Regions from separate parts of the Ovis aries genome. Here region 2 is linked to region 1. The links are chromatin contacts, called in public Hi-C maps. All regions are on one chromosome and are shown on one strand. The core of a region is the stretch at or near the end of the contact, and the rest is flanking DNA. Distances in the headings are between cores, read along the strand shown. Region 1 has its middle 25 kb from the start of VDAC1. Region 2 has its middle 21 kb from the start of PPP2CA.

Region 1 (5,359 bases), core at 2,172-4,671:
ACCACCAGGGAAGCCCAAGAATAGGGGAATGGGTAGCCTATCCCTTCTCCAGGGGATCTTTCTGACCCAGGAATTGAACTGGGGTCTCCTGAATTACAGGCAGATTCTTTACCAGCTGAGCTATCTGACAAGCTTAAAGCAGCATGAATTTACTGTCTTACAGTGTTCAGTTCAGTTCAGATGCTCAGTCGTGTCTAACTCTGCTACCCCATGGACTGCAGTAGAGTTCTAGAGGCCAAATATTGGAAATGATTTCGCTGAGCCCAAATCAATGTATTGTCAAGGTCATGTTCCCTCCACGTTTCTAGGAGAGAGTCTGTCTCCGTGCTTTTTCCAGCCTCTAGACTGGACCTGCATCCTTCGGTTCCTGGCCTCTTTCTCCAATCTTCAAACTAGCATGTAGCGCTATTCAGTCTACTACAGGTAATGCATGCTTCCCTGAACTAAGTGGATTTGATCCTTACAGATTTATTCCAAGTCTTCATTTTCCCGTCTGTAAAAGGCAAGTATAAGACCAGAAGGTCTTTGAGGTTCTTCTCTGTCTGAAATCCTATACCTGGGTTGAGTTCTCTCGTAATCAACTGGAATGGTCAGTAATGGCTACTTCTAAATCTGACAAGGTGGTCATCCAGGGCTGCTTTGGGACACAGTGTGAAGTCCTTGTGGTCCATATCATGAATGACAAGTGATGGTAATGAAAGTGGTGGGTGACGAGGGCAGTCTTCCTGTGGGGTCCCCTGGGCTCCCTAGGGGTGAGAACTTGTTCTAGAAAATCTGGGCCTAGTTCATGATTCTAGCACAAATGGAGAGGTGAGGAGAAAACTTTTCTACCCCCAAACCTGCTGGCTTGAACTTTCTTCTTATTAGAGCTGCCAGACAGACCTTGAGAGGCTGTGAGTTCCCTGTCACCAGGAAGATCTGAACAGAGGCCAAATGACTCAAAGATATTCCAGGAGGACCTGCGCATTGTTTAGGGGCCTCACGGTCCAACATGTTAGGCACTAGCTACCTGTGCTATTTAATGCTTCATGCTTATCTCATATTTTAAAAAAACGTAAACTCTTTATTTTGAAACAATTATAGATTTGCAGGAAGTTGCAAAAACACTGCAAAGAGGTCTCATGTACCCTTTGCCCGTTTCTTTCAATGGTTGCATCTACTATTACTGTAGTGCAATATCAAGACCAGGAAACTGATGTTGGTACAATGTGTGTATAGCTCTGTATCATTTTCTCACATGTGTACGTTTATGTAACCACTACCGCAATCAAGAGACGGAGCTACTCCACGGCTGGGACTTCCCTGGCACTCCAGTGGCTAAGACCCTGCACTCCCAGTGCAGGAGACCCAGGTCCTGGTTGGGCATCTAGGTCCCACATGAGGCAACTAAAATGCCGCAGCTAAGGGCTTCTCCGGTGGCTCCATTGGTAAAGAAACTGCCTGCAGTGCAGGAGACCTGGGTTCAATCCCTGGGTCAGGAAGATCCCCTGGAGAAGGAAATGGCAACCCACTCCAGTATTCTTGTCTGGAAAGTCCTGTAGACTGTGGAGACTGGCAGGCTACAGTCCATGGGGTTGTAAAAGTTGGACATGACTTAGTGACTAAACCACCAAGAACTGGCCTGGTGCAGGCAAAAAAAAAAAAAAAAAAAAAAAGACCCAAACTACCATGGCTATGAAAATCTCTCACAAGTTGCCATTTTATAGTCACACCCATCACTCTTTCCCCAAGCATCGCTAACCCCTGGTAACTACTAACCTGCTTTCCAATCCATAATTTTGTCATTTTGAGAATGTTCTATAAGTGAAATTATATACGTGTAATCTTTAAAGTTGAATTCATTAAAATTTAAAAATTCAGTTCCCTGAATCTACCAGTCACATTTCTAAGCTCAGTAGCTGCAGCTGACTAGTAACTGTCACTTTGGACAGCACAGATGCACCGCTGTTTCCTCTTGGAGAAAGATCTATTGGAAGTGCTGCTTTAGGGAATAAGACCAGATCCATGGTTCACTCTTGTTGATTCACAGCTCATGTCACCCAGGAGTGTCATGAAATAGAGAGTCCTGAGCATATTACTCATCTATTGTTGTTTAATAAATTGGCCCCAATGTAGTGACTTGAAACAACAGTCAGTGCATTGGGACATAATAAACAACCTTTATTATCTTGCATAATTTCTGGGGGTCAAGAGTTAAAGAGTGACTCAGCCATGTAAACAGGCTCAGAATCTTCCATGAAGTTGCAGTGAAATATTGATCAGGGCTGCGGTGGCAGGCCTGGGGCTGGAGGACTGGCTGGAAAGGTGATGCTGCCTGTTGGGGTGACTGGACTACTTGCCAAGGTCTAAGAAGTTTCCTGGGATGTGGGGTTTTAGTGTGAATTAATTCTGGGACTGTCTCAGACAAAAGAGAACAGCTGTAAGCAGGAGGACTCAGTTCCTCCCAACGTGGGCCTCTATCAGGGCTACTTGAGTGTCCTTATAACACAGCCATCTTCTCCCAGAGTGAGCGATACTAGGGAAAGCAGGGTGGAAGCTCTGATGTCATTTCTGAGCTGCCTTGGAAGTCATATGGTATCACTGCTACTGCATTTTTTTTTCATGAGAAGCAAGTCACTAAATCCTCTGGTCCACATTCAAGGAGAGGAGAACTAGGATCCACCTTTCGAAGGAAGGACTGTGAAAGAGTAAGTGGACATATTTTAAATCCTCTGAAAAGTGAAAAAAAAGGGAACATGTTAGTCACTCAGTCATGTCTGACTCTTTGTCATCCTATGGACTGTAGCCCACCAGGCTCCTCTGTCCATGGGATTCTCCAGGCAAGCATCCCGGAGTAGGTAGCCATTCCCTTCTCCACAGGATCTTCCTTATCCAGGGATTAAACCTGGGTTGGGTCTCCTGCATTGTGGGCAGATTCTTTACCTACCGAGCCACCAGGGAAACCCTTTTAAACTGACCTATACTTGAGATCCAGATTGGGCAAAGGGGGCAGAGCCCAGGAATCCATACTTTATCAAGGTTCCCTCTTGACCCCTGATGTGAGGTCCATTTGCCCATCTCAAGGTCCTGTCCCACCGTAAGATGGTGGGCATCCCACCTACCTCAGTGGACACTCACAGGAGAGGAGAGGTGGAGGGCAACTCCAGGCTGATGAGATAGGTGAGTTGACCATGATTCCAGAAACTCTTATTAGATGACTAGGATGTCTTTTCCCACAGGATGAACGAGCAACAAATGGGGAACCATTTAGAAAACTCTCACCACACTGAAACATTGAATGCTGTTACAAATAACCAACACCAAACTACACAGCAATAAGGAAAAAAAAAAAAAAAGGATGACACAATGTATACATCCTTGAGGGATGGCTGAAATGCTATAGCAGTTCAGGGTCAAGGTCTGGAGATGAATTTATTATACAAACAGGAACATAGCTGCAGTTACAGTAAGAGGGTGGGGACAGATGGTGAGTAATGCAAAGAAATGCATGTTAGTATTACTTTCAATAAAAGAGGGTGGTTCCTTCTTCAGACTTCAACTGTCACCTTTCAGAGGCCTTTTCAGTCCTCTTGGTTAAAGCTGGTTGAAGCCCCTCTAGTTTTTGGTATCTCAGTACCTTGTTTGTGTCCACATAGCACTCGTTACATTTGAAAATATGCTGTCTGTCCCTGCAGCCTCTGAGCTCTGCGAAATAGGCAGGGAGCTTCCATCCCCTGCGGTCTCTCCAGGGCTGACACAGTGCCTAGGACATGCTTGCGGATCAGGAACTGTTGAGTGAGGCATGAAAGAGGTGAGGTCTGTGAGGAGAGGGGAGACCGCAGGTGAGGGAGGCAACAGAGGCCTCTCATGGCTGCTGGGGGAGGGGAGGCTGGGAGTCAGCCTAGTCCAGTGGCCCCTGGTCTGTGGATGTCTGAAAACTCCTGGGGCACCCACTCTTGAGAATCTGATTAAACTGGTTTTCTCACCTTCGGCACTGTTGCTCCTTTGGGCTAGATGACTCCTGCTGTGGGGACTGTCCTGTGAACGATGCTTGGCAGCGGGCTTGGCCTCTCTCCAGCATCCACCTGAAGCGCATGCTCCCCTGTGGAGACAATTTAATGTCTCTCCAGATGTTGCCAGATGCTCCCTGGAGATTGCCCTTGGAGTTGGATGAGAGAACTAGCCCAGCACCCTAGTGGCCTGAAATCTTTGTCTGAAGATGAGCCGCCAGTGTAAATGCGGGAGTCTAGTCAAGGCTGTGGTTTTTCCTGTGGTCACGTAGGGATGTGAGAGTTGGACTGTGAAGAAAGCTGAGCGCCGATGAACTGATGCTTTTGAACTGTGGTGTTGGAGAAGACTCTGGAGAGTCCCTTGGACTGCATGGAGATCCAACCAGTCCATTCTAGAGATCAGCCCTGGGTGTTCTTTGGGAGGACTGATGCTAAAGCTGAAACTCCAGTACTTTGGCCACCTCATGCGAAGAGTTGACTCATTGGAAAAGACTCTGATGCTGGGAGGGATTGGGGGCAGGAGGAGAAGGGGACGACAGAGGATGAGATGGCTGGATGGCATCACCGACTCGATGGACGTGAGTCTGAGTGAACTCCGGGAGTTGGTGATAGACAGGGAGGCCTGGTGTCCTGCAGTTCATGGGGTCGCAAAGAGTCGGACACGGCTGAGCGACTGAACTGAACTGATGCCTGTCTCACAGGGAAAGCTTCTTAGATAATTTGTTGTTCAGAGGCCTCTTGGTGACCGGCACGACATGTGCTGCCACCTGTTGGTCGGTGTCTGGGAGTGCACCCTTGGCTCAACCAGCCCTGGGACACAGGGAAGCAACTTGCCTTCAGGTGGGCTCCAGTGGGGGCTCCAGTTCAGGGCCTCTCCCTGTGGCTGGGCCAAAGTGAAGTGAAGTCACTCAGTCATGTCTGACTCTTTGCAACCCCATGGACTGTAGCCTATCAGGCTCCTTTGTCCATGGGATTCTCCAGGCAAGAATACTGGAGTGGGTTGCCATTTCCTTCTCCATTTCCTTCTTCCTGACCCAGGGATCAAACCTGGGTCTCCTGCATTGCAGGCAGATGCTTTACCCTCTGAGCCACCAGGGAAGCCCAAGGCTGGGGCAGGGAAGCCCCAAATGAGGCCAGCCAGCGTGTGTGGCAACCAGGGAAGTCAGCGGGAATGGGACATTTTCCTATTATTTTGGTTAAATATTTAATGATGTAATTGTTAAAAAAAATCAGGTCAACTTTATTGATTGCTCTCTCCTCTTCTCAGACTCTCTTTCCCCCATGCTGTTTGGCGCCTCCAATAGTCAAACCCAAATTCGCTGTCTTTTCTATACCTGACCCTCCTCAGAGCTCCCAGTTCAGTACAGACA
Region 2 (5,015 bases), core at 297-2,796, 190 kb before region 1:
TTTAATATTATCAATACCCAGTCAGTGTTCAAATTCCATATTTCTCCTGTTTTTACATTTTGTTTGAATCAAGTCTCTCTTTTACTTTTTTTTAAACTGCTGGTGGACTACCCTGTGTAAGGCATTAAGTATAAAGTTCTACTGAAAATATGTGGGGCTGAAGATCTCAGTCTGAGTGAAGAGCAGCTCACTCCCTTCATCAATGGGCTCGGAATCTAGACTTCATGTGGCTTGTGGAAACCAGCAACCATTTCCACAGAAGCTGGGTTTGTTCATCACTGATAATCATCTAACTCTGTGAGAATGTTGGTTTTTGTTCTTATAGACTGTGTAAAAAGTTCCTGTAACGTATCTTTTTTCTTAAAACCCCATTAGATGGTTATGCTATTACTCAATATTTACCATGTCAAGTAAAGACATAAATAATACTTTTCTGTTTACTAATAATCCATGCTAAACAAATACTTATTTCCATCATCCTACTATCCTTGCTCTTCCTTGAAACTGGAGAAGGGTGTGGGATGAGATGAAAGAGTGAGGTGACAGCCCCATGAAAGTATTGATGTTAACAGATTGAAACCCATCACATGCTCTCCGTACACAGGTTACTTTAATAGAACAAGCACCCTCCTCTCTGAGACATTTTACATTTGTATTCACTGTAATTGCAGTTTCTCCTTAGTTGAACCTGTCTTATTTTCAGGCTCTCAGTCATCATTTGGGCTATTGAAGTCTAATATGCCCTGCAGTCTTGAAAGTGTTGCTCTCGTTGTTAGCATAATGGTGCTTATGGGACAATTTAAATATTTTACTCTTTCTGGGGTAAAAACAAAAATTACTTGCAGTGGAAAAATGAGACTGCTGATGCTAGTGATTAGAAGCCTCACTGGGCACACACATGTGCACACGCACACACACAAACACAAGAGAAGCCCCACTTTCATGAATGTGATTGCATTAAGACAAAGATGAGCTCCTTAGGGGTGCTAAGAGGGTGCTAACGAACCTTAAGCCTCAGCTGAACTCTTATATGCCAGATGTCACAAGATAGATGACATACTCAGTTGTGAAGGAAAGAAAAAAATATATGTGTGTGTGTGTCTGTGTGTGCTGGAAACATGGTTGACACTGATCAAACTGTGAGACATGTTTTTAACTATTTTGGAATGAACTGTCCTTAAAAACATTTAAACAAGATGCATGTCTGAAATACACATGACTTTTGAGGATGTTTTCAAAAATCGCAAAGCTGCTTATAGTTGAATAAGGCTTCCTTTCCCACCGTTACCCACAGAGCTAGAACTCAGGAGGGAGAGGGAAGAAACCAGCTTAGCTCTGCTCCTGGTCACAGTGCCAGGCAGCTTGGAGGGGAGGACAGCAGGAGAAAGGGGTGGTGAGCTCCGCCCAGGATGAGGAGCCACTCCTCTTTCTTTGGCAGCCCAGAGCAATTATTTCATGAGAAGCCATCTTGATGACATGTGCTCTGTTCACAGGCCCCAAACATGCACTGTTTCCTGTGTGGAAACATTGTATGAGTCATCAACTGGTATTTGGGTGAAGCAGGAACCTGAGCAGGTCTCACCCGAAGCCTTGTTGACCCTGAGAACCTGGCACTGATTTAGAGCATCACTTCATACAGGCAGAGGACTCTTTCAGCAGTTAGGACTGCCAGCTTTCCACAGCCAAAATTCAGTGGTAGTCACTGACCTCGTGGTCTTGACAGTCTCTAGACAGGGTTAGAGGATGCAGCGTGGACATGCAGCCTTCACCGTCTGCTCTGCCCTTGAATTACAGGTACACCAAGAATACACATCACAACTGCATCATCAGGAAAAGCAGGGTAGAAGTGCTTCTAGCCCTGGGCCATATTTTAGATCCAACACTCTGTGTACTTATCTTGGAAAAAGCTTTGGGAACAGAGGAAGTCATAGTTTGATGGCATTGTTTGAATTTGACAATATCACTGGTACAACTTTTCCTTCGATAGTTTCCTAAACTCAGCTATGTTCACTATATATATGTTCTTAAGAGGTAAATTCTGTTTAGTAGTAGGGGAAATGGTCATGGTCCTTGGTCATACTAGGATCATATCATACTAGGTCATACTAGGACTAAAATCTAGGTCATACTTTGAGATTATTCTGTACAAGAGAACCTCAGGAAAAATAGTTTCATAATGATAATGAGCCACAGCTTTATTCAACAAACATTGTCTTTGAGTGAATTGTATTGAGTTATCAGTGTTTGGTAACTAGATTGTGAATACCTGTATGGCAAAGATCCAAGTTTTCTCCATCTTTTATTCGCTATGGCAGTTAGTACATGGCAGAGATTCAGTAAAGTAGAGCAGAGTATCTAAATAATAATACTGAGTTGACCAAAATGTCCCTTCAGGTTTTTCTATAACATCATACAGAAAAACCCAAAAGAACATCTTGGCCAACCCTGTAGTTAGTGTTGAGAATGAGATTATTAATGATCTGTGGGATCCTAGAGGGAGAGATGAGACTAGGGGAACTAAAAATGCTTCAAGGGGTAGTGTTTTTTGACAGATAGATGGACCTTAATAGATTGAAATAAGGGCCATCATATATTGGGTGTTTAATGTGTGCCAGGCACTGTGCTAAGCATTTTGCATGCATAATCCAACAGAATCCTCCAAGCAACCCTATGAGAAAAGCACGGTCAATATCCCCATTTTAGTGCGGAAGAAACTTGTGGCTCAGGCAGATTAAGTCATCAAACTCACACAGCTGGAAGGTGACGGAGTCAGAACTGAATCTAGTCTAACATAGAAGGGTATGCTCTTTATCACTGGGCTATATTGTTCTCTATTCTAGGAAGTGAGGCAAGTGGCTTAGTGTTTGGAAATCATGGACCACATTCTAAAAGCATTTATTAGTTGATGTGACTGGAGAGCAGAATATGTGGGTGGGAGAACGGTGGGAGATAGGGTTGTTCTGATAAGTCAGGGCACAGCTCAGAGACCTTGATGTGATGCGATCCTAAGGAACTGGGGTTTTTGGAAGGTGATGGAAACATTCAATGCCTATTATTGAAGTGGCAGGATTAGATATGTGCTTCAGGAAGACAACTCGGTGTGAAGGGGCAGAATGAGACGCAGAAAAACCAGTAAGGTGGCTACAGCAGTAGTGGCACAGGAGTGGCAAGGAATGCTGAACACCAAAAGCATGTGATTTCCTCCTGCAAGTCTAACTGGGATTGTTTCATTTTAAGAAAAACAAAAACGCGTTTAAAAATCTAGACTCAAAAGGAACATAATTGAGGAAATAATTATTAGCTTTATAAAATGTGTTACACTTGAGAGCTTTTAAATAGGATTTAAGAACTGATGTCTTCAAATGGTGGTGTTGGAGAAGGCCCTTGAGAGTCCCCTGGACTGTGAGGAGATCAGTCAATCAGTCAATCCTAAAGGAAATCAACCCTGAATATTCATTGGAAGGATTGGTTGATGCTGAAGCTGAAGCTCCAATACTTTGGCCTCCTGATGCAAAGGGCTGACCCTTTGGAAAAGACCCTGATGCTGGGAAAGATTGAGGGCAGAAGGGGATGACAGAGGACAAGATGGTTGGATGGCATCACCGACTCAATGAACATGAGTTTGAACAAACTCCAGGAGATAGTGAAGGACAGCCTGGGTTCCATGGGGTCACAAAGAGTCTGGCATGACTTAGTGACTGAACAACAACAGAACAGAATTTAGGGAATTTTTGCACATCTCTGGGAACTATGGAAACCAACCTGTATTTCTGTAACATTCTATGTATATATATTTTTTCTTTATGTATTTTTGGCTTACTGGTTCTTCGTGGCTTTTCAGGCTTTTCTCTAGTTGTGGAGAGCAGGGGCTGCTCTCTAGCTGTGGTGCTGCTCATTGTGGTGGCTTCTCTTGTTTAGAGCACAGGCTCTAGGGCACGTGGGCTTCAGTAGTTGTGGCGCACGGACTCGGTAGTTGCGGTCTCTGGGCTCTAGAGCACAGGCTCAGTAGTTTTGGCACACAGGCTCAGTGGTACTGTGGCATGTGGGATTTTCCAGACCGAGGATTGAACCTGTGTCCCCTGCATTGGCAGTGAATTCCTTACCACTGAGCCACCAAGGAAGCCCTTGTGTGACATTCTTAAAGGAACATTTGTTGACCAATCATCACAAAGGAATATAGGGAATATGTATGTCTCCTAAAACAAACCCCTTTTCTACTTGACTCTACTTTATGACAGAGAAGGAAATGGCACCCCACTCCAGTACTCTTGCCTGGAAATCCCATGGACGGAGTAGCCTGGAAGGCTGCAGTCCACGGGGTCGCTGAGGGTCGGACACGACTGAGCGACTTCACTTTCACTTTCCTGCATTGGAGAAGGAAATGGCAACCCACTCCACTGTTCTTGCCTGGAGAATCACAGGGACGGGGGAGCCTGATGGGCTGCCGTCTATGGGGTCGCACAGAGTCGGACATGACTGAAGTGACTTAGCAGCTACTTTATGAATGCCACTTAAATGTCATTACATCTCTGACAAATTCCTGAAATATTTCCAAAGAAATAGAAATCAGTAGAATTAAGCATTGGAGAACTCTCAGACAATTGCTTCTGGACTGTGCTCTGGATCTACAACTAATTTCCTGGCTTAGAATGCTCACTTATATTCCTGAGCTGTGTGTGTAGTACTTTGGCAAGTGTGACACCATGACATGGACTGATTACACAGACTCTCCCCTTGTCTAAAGGGAATCACTCATGAGAAGGCAGGCTCTCTAATCTTCCTTTCAGAGGGATTTCATCCCATGACTCCCCACCCAGAAATGCAGAATAAACAAATAACAACAATTAGGTTGACTCTGAGATCTCATCACCCACTTTCTGAGGTCTTAACAGCCAACCTAGAAGCATGTCCTATTGAACCACAGTGTGAGAATGACAGTTTCACATCTCTATGGCCATGGGGATATTTTGCCTGTCTCCACAGGTCAGCATTTTTCATTTGTTCCCTAAAACACG

Evidence for each region. Hi-C and Micro-C count contacts between places; a contact is called where the count stands out from the background.
Region 2: a Hi-C map of mixed tissues shows a contact between it and region 1, with 3 times the contacts expected there. The contact joins two enhancer-like sites. A contact is called at or near these places in 8 of 16 Hi-C or Micro-C datasets (blood, hypothalamus, liver and 4 more).

The regions. Positions count from the first base shown.
Region 1 is chr5:43,337,758-43,343,116 of ARS-UI_Ramb_v3.0, reverse strand. No RefSeq gene overlaps it. Among named protein-coding and RNA genes, the nearest start is that of VDAC1, 25 kb to the right of the region's middle. Within about 2 kb of position 3,421, at least 7 of the 54 cell types and tissues checked have an H3K27ac peak or open chromatin away from gene starts, as enhancers often do.
Region 2 is chr5:43,523,747-43,528,761 of ARS-UI_Ramb_v3.0, reverse strand. No RefSeq gene overlaps it. Among named protein-coding and RNA genes, the nearest start is that of PPP2CA, 21 kb to the right of the region's middle. Within about 2 kb of position 1,546, at least 8 of the 54 cell types and tissues checked have an H3K27ac peak or open chromatin away from gene starts, as enhancers often do.